2 separate regions of the Ovis aries genome follow, and region 1 is linked to region 2. The links are chromatin contacts, called in public Hi-C maps. All regions are on one chromosome and are shown on one strand. Each heading gives the region's core, a stretch centred on a gene start, on an enhancer-like site or on the middle of the called end of the contact. The rest is flanking DNA. Distances are from core to core; before and after follow the strand shown. Region 1 overlaps DST (dystonin). Region 2 overlaps DST (dystonin).

Region 1 (6,115 bases), core at 2,116-4,615, 71 kb before region 2:
CAAGTGTTCCCATTTTCACAAGCTGACATTTTTATTTTGATTTCCCAATACCCAAGGAATATCAGCTGACTCTTTGGTGTCACAAGATAATTATATAACAGTAAAAGCAAGCTTAAAAATGCTTCATTTTTCTAAAAAAAAAAAAAAAAGAGCATATCATAACACTTTTCAGACAGTCCTATTTAGAAAATCTATAAATACCTAAATACAAAGAGAGTATTCCTTCCATTAAATGTTTACCTTCTGTTAAATAAATGGCATTAAATGACATTCCCCGGAAATACTCAATAACATTTCAGAGATGAGCCAATTTCCAAGGATCTTCTCAGGAAGAAATCTATGATACACATAACACACACGTGTGCAGACAAGCAAACATGTGAAATGAGTGCTGATACTCAGTTTTCTAGCTACACATCCCAGCCCTGTAAGAACTGACGCAGTCTCATTCCAAGCCATGAGCTTGAGCGTAAGGCTAAGGGCCCACTTAAAAACAAGATGTCCATGGGTGGACGAATGGACAAAGATGACACACACACAGTGGAGTGTTACTCAGCCACTAAAAACACAGTCTTGCCATTTGCAACAACAGAGACCTTGAGGGAATTAGACTCAGTGAAATAAGTCAGACAGAGAACAAATACTGTATGATTTCACTTATAAGTGGAATCTAAAAAACAACAAGTGAGCAAACAAAACAAAGATCACAGATACAGAGAAGAGAATGGTGGTCGCCAAGGGTTGGAGCTGGGGAGTGGGTCAAACAGGAGAAGCAGATGACAGGAAACAAACTTCCAGTCATAAATGAGACATGGGGGTGCAGTGTGCAGCAGGGGACCGTAGTCAACAGTACTGTATCACGTACTTGCAAGCTGCCAAGAAACCAAATCCTGAAAGTTAACTCTGTCTGGTGATGAATGGTATTATAACTAGAATTTTTGATCATCTTGTAACATATACAAATATCAAATCATGATGTCATATACCTGAAACCAATACAATATTATCTGTCAATTAGACTTCAGTTAAAAAAAAAAAAAAAAGGCAGAAGAGCTAAGCTTGTGAATTTCATCCATATGTGTACATCTAAATCAATATACTCCTCTGAGTATCTCCCATGTAATCAGAAAGTAGACTAATTCTTGAGAGCCTGAGCAGGAACAGGAGAGACCACAGTTATATAAACAATATTATGCATCTCTTGACCCTGAGGCAGCTGTCGAATCTCAAAACAGACAACTCTATCATGCAGGTCTGACATCTTCAGAAGGGACAGTGGAAACAGGCACACAGTAAGGATGCCCCAGCCCGGGCAGGAACAATCAAAGTTAAGAAAGCCACGTGCTCTTGGTCCCCTGTGCACACCCATGCCTGCCAGAGCCACAGTTCAATCCAGATACACTTCCGCTGTCTTTCTCACTCCAGGACGGTTAATGATGAGCGTGATCAATAGGCAAGACATGGAAACAGCCTAAATGTCCATCGACAGATGAATGGAAAACGATGTCATATATATATATACAAAGGAATACTACTCAGCCATTAACAAGAATGAAATAATGCCATCTGCAGCAACACGGATGAGTCTAGAGATGATCACACTAAGCGAAGTAAGTCGGGAAGAGAGAGACAAAGGCCACAGGACACCACTCACATGTGGAGTCTAAAATATGACACCAGCGCACCGATATGAAACACGGCTTCCTGGTGGCTCAGACAGCAAAACATCTGCCTCGGAGGCAGGAGACCCGGGTTTGATCCCTGGATAGGGAAGATCCCCTGGAGAAGGAAATGGCAACCCACTCCAGTATTCTTGCCTGGAAAATTCCATGGATGCAGGAACCTCTTAGGCCACAGTCCATGGGGTCGCAAAGAGTCGGACACAACTGAGAAACTTTCACTTTCAGAAACAGAAGCAGGATCACAGACACTGAGAACAGACCAGTGGCTGCCAAGGGGCAGGGGCATGGGGGATAGATGGAGTGGAAGGCTGGGACTAGCAGAGACAGGCTTTAATACACAGGATGGATAAACAAGGGCCTTCTGCACAGCTCAGGGAACTATATTCAATACCTTGTGATAAGCCATAATGGAAAAGGATATTTTTTAAGCCATAATGGAAAAGGATATTTTTTAAGCCATAATGGAAAAGGATATTTTTTAAGCCATAATGGAAAAGGATATTTTTTAAAACTCTGTGTGTGTGTATAACTGAATTACTTGCCATACAGCAGCAATTAACAAAATGTTATAGATCAGTAGATTTACTTCAATTAAAATTTAAAAGATCAATTAATTAAAAAATCAATTAGAAATCAATTTTTTAAAAGATGAGGTATGATTCTAAACACACACATGAAAGCAATTTCACAACTTGCTCTGCCAGACTGAACCCAACTATGGACATGAGGGAAACTTTCCACCACAAGGGGTCCTTTTCCACAACCACATTCATGTACCAATAAAAAAAATTAAATTAGGCATGTTTGAAGAAGAAGAAGATTAAGCCAAGCAAAACCAAGTAAGGGAAAGAGAAAACATATTACGCGGGAAAAAGGATTTCAGCCATGCCTCTGCTGCAGGCCTCATGAACCAGTTGCCCAACCTCTCGAGGCCTCCGTTTTCTCACCTGCAAAATAAAAGACCGAAGAGAGGAGGCCTCGAGTTCAAACTAGAGAACAAGAATTCTGTGACCTGAAAATAAAACTGTCATCATTTTTTAAAAAATCACTGTCAACTTAAAAGAGAAAATATGTAAAATGGAAAGCTGCTAAGAATTTTAGGAAGAAATACAGAAACAGATTAACTCAGCTTCTGTAATGCTTGAAAACATGCTGAGTCATTATTTATCATGGAATACTGTTTATTTTTCTTGTCTCAGGGGGTCATTCCAAGGTTCCAGAGAAATACTGTATATGCAAGACGCTACGTAAATGTAAGATACCATTATTTTCATCTTCATGACTCCATATAAAACAAATGTACCATTATTAACAATAATAAACAAAAATACATAAATGGACCCGACCCTGTGTAAGTGCTTTATAAGTTAACGGCTCATTTTCCTCACCACAAAACAAATGAGATAAAAAAAAGAATGCCAACTAAAAATTAAATATCAGCATTATGGAAAATAAAAAGTATAGTATTATGAGGAAGGAGTGGCAATGGGGTGAAGTGAGTGAAAGCAACTGGGGTCCTAGAGAAATACCCAGTCATGTGAGCAATCAGGGGTGAAAAAGAAGGAAATGGTTCAGCTGCCACAGAAAAGCCTTTTATTTTGTCCAATGTCTGAGTCATAGACACGTGGCCTAGTAACTTTCCTTCACAGATGACTGCGAACTGCCAGAGTGTCAACCTTCCACTTTCACTTTTTAATAAAACATTCTTCTCATTTTGGATAGTCTCTCCCTGTGGGACAGAAAGCTGTCTGAATAAATAGTGCTCGAGGAAATGATGAGCAAGTTGAAAGCACTCTGGGGTTAAATTATATAACTGGAGTTACATAACAGGGATGAAGCATCTTTTTCTGTGTTTTTTGAATCCTATGGGATTCTCCCAGAATTTTGCAGGCTTTCTTAAAATGCGGTCCTGCATTGCACCTGCAAGCTCACCCCTAGAGGGCGCTCATCTTTTGCTTCGGAGGAGTCTTCCTAAGGAAGGGAAATAGAGGAGAAGTGGGTGGGGTGAGACCCTGAACAAGGTCCTGCTGATGACACATAAATATTCCCATTTTATTTCCGACAGAGAGCAGAGAAGACTATGCCAGGCCTTCATCACTGAAATGGCTTACCTGCTCAAAACAGCACTCTGGAATTTTTGCTTTAGCTTGTAATTGCTTGATTTCACATGGGCTAAATCAAATTCAAGTTTGAAGATCGGGTTGACCTTCAGACATATAAACACAGTTGCTTATGTAATGCTTAAGGATGCCTTTTTCAAAAGTCTGACTTTTAGTGGTTGATGTCAATCTAGACGAAAATCTCACTTCTCATATTTATCCTTAGCACTACTGTAGAGCTGCAGTTCGTGTCAGCAAATATTTATTAAGCCTTCCTCATACACCAAGGTACCACCTTGCTTTTATTTTGGGGCCACAAAAATAAAAAGTGGTTCTTCACTGCATGAGGCAGGCTGTCTAAGTCACAGACTCAGTAGCTGCGGCAGGAGGGCTGAGACGCTCCATGGTGTCTGGGGTCTTAGTTCTCCGACCAGCGACCGAACCCACACCCCTGCACTGGAGGTGGGTTCTCAACCCCTGGACCACCAGGGAAGCCCCTGAACTGAGGTGAAGGGTGCAGAGGTGCATAAAGAGCACACGCCACCTCTTGAGGCCCACAGGCTGGGAGGACAGACACTGTGGGAGTCTGAGAAGGCCTCCCCCAAAGATGGGAGTGTCCCACCTGCAGGAAAGAACCAGAACAGGGGGCCAGATGAGGGAGCTCCCAGCTCTGGGGAAGGACAGCGTCCGGGACGCCAAGGAGACAGGAGTGGGGATGGGGCGCAGGGGTAGGGCGTGGGGGCCTGACCTCCTCCTGGGTACGGACAGCCTGCCCTGAGCAGAGCCGGCCGCTGAGACCCAAGCAGAATGAGGACACACCTTCTCTGAGCAACATGAAAGCTCCCATCCTATCCTGAGCAAACCCAGAAAGAGCTGCTGAAGGTCCAGTCGATAGGCGAGGATGCAGGAAAGGTCGCTGGTGGGGGCCACACACTCCCTCGTGAGCCCAGGGAAAGGGGATGCCTCCCACCCCAGCAGCAAGGAACAGACCACGGGCGAGGATGGCCAGGCCCCTCTTAGGGCAGTCCTAAAGCTGAAGGACATGCTACTCTGGCAAACCACCCCTATCTTTAGAAAGACACATAAATAATAAAGGCTTGCCCCAAGACAGAGCACCTCGCTGCCTTGGGTGGAAAGAAACGGGAGACTCAGCTTCAGGAGAAACTACGAATGAAGATGTTATTCAAAGCAATTTTTTGATTCTGAACAAATACATTCAGGAAAAATAATCAACCACATTCTTGGGGGTGAGCTCCTTACAAGTCCTACCTCAAAAATAAAAATAACCTGCCAATAAGTTACTACATCAATTATCGATAAGTAAATTGATGCTTCAAAAATGCACAGAAATGCTTTAAAACACTGCATTTGCTTTGGTAGGTCCCTTTTCTGAATGGTTATTACAAACTTATATCAGTATTATTTCTTCAAGAATGGTGAAGAAATAAACCCATAGCTCAGACTCTTCCTAAATTACTGTAAATTCTAATCTGGTTCAGGGAAATCTAAAGGGTAAATATCATTATCTGATGTAATAAAAAGGTGGTCATGCTTTTCTCTAGGCAGCATGTTAGGCCGGCATTAAGGCCACTCATAATTATCTCCTTCACTGGTTTCTAACCATAAAATAAAGGTATTCATCATACATCTTAAGGTATTAACGAATAAAATGAGGAAGCGTTTCAAACAACTCAGTTGTTGGCCCCAAGTAGTACAAATAATCTGTCTACTCCATAAAGGACATGATTAGTTCTCAGACAAAGAAGACTTCTCTTTTAAGCTTTCAGATGGACAATCGACAACCAATTAAAAAAAAAAAATGGTCTTCTCTAGTCTTTCATTACGAGGTAGGTCGTTAAGTAAAGTCATCTTTCTTACTGATAAACACGTTAAGATTTGGGAGCATTTCGATTATGGTTTTAACCCAGGCACTTCTTATATTTTCTTCTGTATAGTTTTACCATTGTCATAGGAACACGTATGAAAGAAGATTTCAACTTTTAGAAATGTTAAAGGATGAAATTATTTTCTGTAATAATTTGTTTGGGGTTTGGGTGGCTGGTTCTGGTTTAGTTTGGTCTGATTTGGGTCTCCTTTTCCTTCCAGTTCTTCCCTTTTACAACAGAAAGACAGATAAAAATCTGTTTTTGCATGGGTGTTCCCCTTGGTCTGCAGATCTTTTATGGGCTGCAGAACTGTATTATGTCTTGGTGCTGAACAATTATAAATAATGTAACTGAAGGAGAAAAATAAAATTCAGAAGTCAATTACTCTACATACTAGTATCGTGTATCTGCCCACTGTCTGGGGGTTGGTTTTCATTAAGGATGTATT
Region 2 (6,443 bases), core at 3,660-6,159:
TAAGCACATAAAGCCTGATCGTCTGTTTAAGTTAGCAGCCTAGACTGCATCACACCTTGGAACTCAAGTCTACTGAAGCAAAATTATCTCTATAAAAAGAATCTTCCATTCCTTAAATATGTTTTCCCTGAGGTATAGGCATAGTTCATACAAGTAAATGCTTGGTTCCTACTCTTTATTTCAAGTTTTCAAAATACTAACTGGGTTCCTTAGACTCTTCTAGGACTGGATGGCCGATGGACCAAGAGGGGAAGGAGATATGGAGGGCAGCTTTATATTCCCCAACGTCTAGGTTCTGATGAGCCACGCTTTGAGTCAGGGGAATCATGAGAAAACTGCAGCAGAGAGGAAAAATGCTCCGTTCTGACCACAGTTAGTCAAGAAAGTAGATACACTGGTCTAAATTTCTCTTATACTTTAGCTTTTTTGGTTCTGGTATATATTCTTTGGTTTACAGTTAGCAAATCTTTCTGGTAAGCCAGATGCTAATAGGCCAAGGGAAAATTTGACAAAACTTGAAAAAAGCAAAAAGATTTTTTGCCTTTTAACAAAAATAATATGTTGGTTTTTCCTTCCTCCTTCAAGTGGTAAGTTAAAAAAAGAACACTCTGCAGAGTGTGTGATCTTGTTTCTCAAAAAAACTTATGATATAAATTGTATGTATGTGTGTGTGTGGAAATTAAAAGGTGTGAATGCATGGTTTCATACATTTTATGAGAAACTGAAGGGAGAGTGTAAATAAACCATTTGCACAGTTATCACAGGGAAAGCATGGTACAGAGAGCGAAACAACTGTGTCTTGATCTGTTTATTGCAACAAACTTGTGTTGCTTTCCAAACTGAAAGTGATGACTTTGCACAGCAATTTACACGCTACAGTTTTCAAAGCCCAAAAGTGATGGGAGATCCCTTTATTTCCAGATGCTGAAAGGCCATCTCTGCCATGATAAGTTAGCAAAGAGACAAAGGAGAATCTCCCAGGCCTCCGTGGGCGCTGCTGATGGGCTGATGAGTACAGTGACGAAAGTCTACAAAACCACTTCGTCAGCCACCGCAGGATAAGTGATTAGCCAACCCCTTTTATTCTGTGCAGGAGGAGACCCTCAAAGGAAGAAGTGCCCCTGTTTTTATAGGCAGACAATAGGCCCTATATATCAGAAACATATGCACTATAGCTTTGAAACGTTTCCACCTGCTTTCTTAAACAGAATTACAATGACTTGAATTACTACACTCTCCATGGACTACACAGTCCATGGGATTCTCCAGGCCAGAATACTGGAGTGGGTAGCTGTTCCCTCCTCCAGGGGACCTTTCCAACCCAGGGATCAAACCCAGGTCTCTCACACTGCAGGCGGACTCTTTACCAGCTGTGCCACCAGGGAAGCCTGGTATTTAAATAAGGTTTAAGACCTTTATTAAGAAATAAAGCAATTTATGGCTATTTATCCAAATGGCTCAACCAAAAAGCTACCACAACTTCAGTGACTGAGTCACTGGAGAAAGTGGAGGAAGAAAAGGTGAGAAGGAGGAAGGCAGAAGCTGAGCTGATGGACAGGTCACACGGGCCCCTGCCACCCCATGGGCTCCGACCCACAAGAAGGTGGGAGTTCACCGAAGACCACCGCACAAAGATACGTAAAGATGGTCCTCTGAGCCGTGACAGATGGACTCAAAACAAACCCAACTCCAACAGACTAGGGCATATCAATTCAGAACCTTTAAATGAAAATTTTAACATATCCTGCAGACACAGAATTTGGATATAGATTAGTCTGAAATCTACCCACTAGGCAAATAAATACCAATACAGCACACAGTATAACTATCTTTTCTGGAGATGCTGTGGGATCTTAGTTCCCTGATGACCAGAGACAGAGCCCATGCCCCTGTTTGGAAGCTCAGAGTCCTCAGCACTGGACCACGAGGAAGTTCCTGTAACTACCTTTTTAAGGAAAAAAGAATCAAAGAGTGGTAATGGTTCCAATAATACTAGTGAAATCGAAGGATGGTTCTCCTACATACAGTGTGCCTCATTCAGACGCCATCTGTCAATCACATCCTTCCTACATCCCTGGTCTTTCCATCATAGCAACAGCGTTTCATTGAAGGATCAACCCTTCTGGAGTTCAGGGTTTCTTTGGGGGGTGATATTCTATATGTGATAATAGTATTGGTTGCTCAATTCGATGAATACTGTAAAAACTACTGAACTGTACATGTTAAACAGGTGAATTATATGGTATGCAAACTGTATCTCAAAAAAGCTACTACAAAAAGAAAAAAACAGGATGTACTTAGTTCTCTATAAACATGTTTTTTACAGAAACAAACATATAGACTAGTTCATGCTTTAAATGGGATTTTGACTATAGAAAGATGACACTTTCAAACAAGACTGCAGAAAAAGGACTTTCATGAGGTAACTGTCTTAATTTCTTACACAGGAAAAGTGACAGAATCCTTCCCTAAATTCAAGTAAAATCCAGCTTAATGCATGAAAAAGTACACTGTGTATTACAAATCTACTTATTGATGTTAAAATGCAGCTTTTATTTATTTTGGCTTTCAATTTTGAAATTTCAGACTTACCAAAAAGAAGTCATAAAAGTCACATGAAGAATTCTCATATATCCCTTCCTCTGCACGGTCCAAATGTTAAGATCATTCTCTATTGTAATATTAGAAACCTACTAAAATGACATAAAATGACAAAATGATACAACAGAAAAAAAAATTATTAAAGAAGAGTTTAAGAGATTAAACTTAAGTTTAAGAGATTAAAGAGATTTCCATAAATCCCAAGGTTTCTTGGAGGCAGGATGAGATCAGAAGTCAACGTGGGCCTTAATGGCAATACACTCTTTTAATGGCTTCTCTCTGGCTAATTACTAACAGGGGATCCCAACTGCACCTGTAGACTGAAGGCAGCTGCCAGGGGCTGATCACAAGAAGGATGCATTGGGTCCAGGAAATCTCACTGCTGTCCTACAGACAAGAGTCGGGGGCAAATGTACTACTTGCTGCAGTCAGAGCCACCCTGTACCAAATGCCTTCAACCATGCAACACACAAGAGGATCCGTCAGCATGCAGCGCGCTTCAATTCACACCACACCAAGGTACCAGTCAATTACGTCTCCATAAAGCTGGAAAAGTTACTTGTGCAACTACTGAAAAATACAAGATACCTACACTTCACCTTCAAAGATTCATACGAGCATGGGCAGGGATCCTGGCATCTTAGGTTAAAAAAAAAAAATCCATGAAGAAAGCAAGCTTGAACTCTCATAACAGCACTTAAAATTCCTTCCAACAACTTGGAAAAGGATTAACTGGGTTCTCACTGACACTTCAAGAAACATCACTTTTAGCAAATAACTGTATACAGGACCTTGACTTACATATGAACTGACTACAGCTTTTGCTTTCAGTACTCACTGACGATTACTTAATGGACCTCACAGCCGAGCATCTGAAAGCCCCCAAAGCAATTTCTATTAGTTTCCCAATCTTCTGCCTCCTCAGGACACAAATGTCAACCTGAGGCCATGGCGTGGAAACTTTCAAACAGGCTCACAGAGCTCAAAAGGGAGCAGCAGCTTTAGGGGCCGTCTTGTGTGGTCTGAGGGCCTGCCCTGCCCCGGCAAAAACCGCCCAGCAGAAAACGGGCTTTAAAAGCAGCTCCCCCAGGCTCCGGGACCAGAGCCGCCTTTGAAAGCCCTGCTCACAGTCTCCTCTGCTCACAGCTCATACCACCTCCCCCAACATCCTCTGTGCGTGTCTCTCTCCCAATCATACCTCTTTGAAGACAGGAACCCTGCCTTAACTCCTCAGACTCCCTTCTTTCAATGTCACTCATTCAAAAATGTTTGCTTAACAAGACAGTAAGGAAAAAAACCAGGTTGATTTTTTTTCTTGATTATTGTATTTGTTCAACAGGGACTTATTTTAATGCCTACTATGTCCTGTACCATGCGTAAAACAAATCTGTGAGAGTAACACCTTCACAGAAGTAGTTCCATTTTGTTTATCCTTAGGAATTTGGCACATGGCTGGCACCTGTGGCCATGTGTTCTAATTTTGTCCTTAAATATTCCAGTCATATTCACAAAAACATTAATTCAGGCCTCAGCTCTCTGATCATTTACCTAATTATGTCAAAGTGCCTCTTCTCTCTGCCTGGATCAAGTCAACATGTCCCAGGTTTTCTCTACGATCAATAAATTGAGAGAGAGAGAGAGAAGGCCTTAAAGGGGTCACGTTGTAAACTACCATTTCCCTCAAGACACATGGTCTAATCTCACGAGGAACTCTCATTCTCTGTCACCTACACTGTTCACCATTCCAGAACGTACTCAGAGTAAGTACAAACCTAAGGTTTGAGGATATTTTCGTCATTATCATGGAAGCTCCCCTCTAACGTAACTGAGCACTATAAATACACAAATTAATAATAATCCACCTGAACTGACAGTGACTACAGTTCAATAATAGGAAGTCACCCACCCGTCTAACCACCTGCTCCTTAAAGGCAAAACTTTTTCCAGCACAAGCACACACATACTTACTTACACACACACACACACACACACACACACACACACACACGCGGTCCCAGGTGCCCTGCAAAGACACAAGGACACAGTCCTGGTCTGACCACTCCTGCCTGGACAGGAGACTCAAAGTGAAAGTCACTCAGTCATGTCTGAGACTCTTTGCGACCCCGTGGACTATACAGTCCATGGAATTCTCCAGGCCAGAATACTGTGATGGGCAGCCTTTCCCTTCTCCAGGGGATCTTCCCAACCCAGGGATCGAACCCAGGTCTCCCACACTGCAGGCAGGTTCCAGGAGCCTCTCTGAAAATAACAGCCCAACTGACCTGCGCCCCCCAGTGGCTACACTGAAAAATGCAAGTCAGCAGGAGCAAAGCAAACAGCACCTTTTCAAGACTATTTCCAATCAGACCACTGTTAACAGCAATAGCGTGTCTTCTCCTGGCCAGACACCCCCTCGGGTCACTGTCCCCTGCCTTCGGTGCCACCATAGGCGGGGCCTGCCTTGCTCCCCGGCACCGCTGGTCTGGGGTCCCGGGCCACAGGCTCAGGTCTCTGCTCCCCAGCCAGCCGCCCCACGGCTCCCAGCCGTTTGAGGCCAAGGACCCTGTTTCATCCAGCTTCGTACTCCCAGCAAGCACACTCTCCAGCAGAGAGGAGATATCCAAATATTTGGTTAAAAAAAAAAAAGGGAAGAAAATTGGGACAGAAAGGAGGAAGGAAGGATGTTAGGGGAGACGTGGGGCAAGGGAAGAAGCAGAAGACGACAGATTCAGATCCAGCAAACACGCACGTGACTGCCGGCCCCGGACGCGGGACAGGAAGAGCCTGGCTCACCATGGGCAGGCAGCTGGGGTCCACACCACGGAGACCCCATGACCCGGACGCCCCACGGCCTTACCCAAAGCTCCTCAGGTCGGGGGGGAAGCGCCCACTTTCACCGACAAGAGACTTTCCAAATGTCTCCACCGCCTTTGCCACCTCACACCTCCTCCACTTTGGGTTTAAAATATAGTCTCCACTTCACAGATATGAACAGATATGGACACCGAAATGCCATCACTTAATGCATCGCATCACTGAAATGCGAGTGTTCTCTTCAACCACCATCCTAGAATTATAGAAAGACGTCCCTGCAGGAAGAAATTAGGCAAGACTTACGACTTCCAAGAAAAGCTTGTGAATCCCAACCAACCATCTGGCAGAAAGAATACAGGCCAGAGACCTATGCCAGGGCACCAAGGGAAAGGCTGTGGCATCAAGGGATGTGCAGAAGAGCGATACGCAAACTGAGGACTGAGTCGAGACAGAGGCGTAAGGGGAGCAGAAGTCAGCCAGCCTCGAGAGCAGAGCCGCAGGGGTGGAGGACGACGCATTCTGAGACCGGACGGTGTTTGGAGGCACCACTACAACAGACCCCAGTTAGAGAAACTACCAGTGTCTGGAAGAAGACCCTCGGGGTCTGAGTGAGACTTTAATTCCTGATCCCTGGCAACCAACAGCAATGTCGACTTTCTTCAGCAGGAAAAAAGGCATCTGTCCATTCAAAGAAAAACACTTAAACTGATCACTTAAAAACACCTGCCAGATACAGAGAACAGATTTGTGGTTGTCAAGGGGGAGGGGGGTGGTGCAGGGAAGGACTCAGAGTCTGGGATTAGTCCATGCAAACTGGTACATACAGGATGGGTAACAGGGTCCTGCTGTAGAGTACAGGGAGCCAAATGTTTTATCCTGGGAGAAACCAACCATCTGAGTGCAGAGTCCCAAAGAACAGCAAGGAGAGATAAGAAAGCCTTCCTCAGTGATCAACACAAAGAAACAGAGGAAAACAACAGAATGGGAAAGAGTAGAGATCTCTTCAAGAAAATCAGAGATACCAAGGG

Evidence for each region. A called contact is a pair of places that touch in the nucleus more often than the background predicts.
Region 1: a Hi-C map of liver shows a contact between it and region 2, with 2.8 times the contacts expected there. The contact joins two enhancer-like sites. A contact is called at or near these places in 4 of 16 Hi-C or Micro-C datasets (hypothalamus, liver and mixed tissues).

What each region holds. Positions count from the first base shown.
Region 1 is chr20:3,662,256-3,668,370 of ARS-UI_Ramb_v3.0, reverse strand. All of the region lies in intron 5 of DST (dystonin), which reads right to left. Among named protein-coding and RNA genes, the nearest start is that of TRNAG-CCC, 78 kb to the right of the region's middle. Within about 2 kb of position 3,365, at least 13 of the 54 cell types and tissues checked have an H3K27ac peak or open chromatin away from gene starts, as enhancers often do. A contact at or near this core is called in liver, where this site is marked.
Region 2 is chr20:3,592,512-3,598,954 of ARS-UI_Ramb_v3.0, reverse strand. All of the region lies in intron 4 of DST (dystonin), which reads right to left. Among named protein-coding and RNA genes, the nearest start is that of TRNAG-CCC, 8.5 kb to the right of the region's middle. Within about 2 kb of position 4,909, at least 2 of the 54 cell types and tissues checked have an H3K27ac peak or open chromatin away from gene starts, as enhancers often do. A contact at or near this core is called in liver, where this site is marked.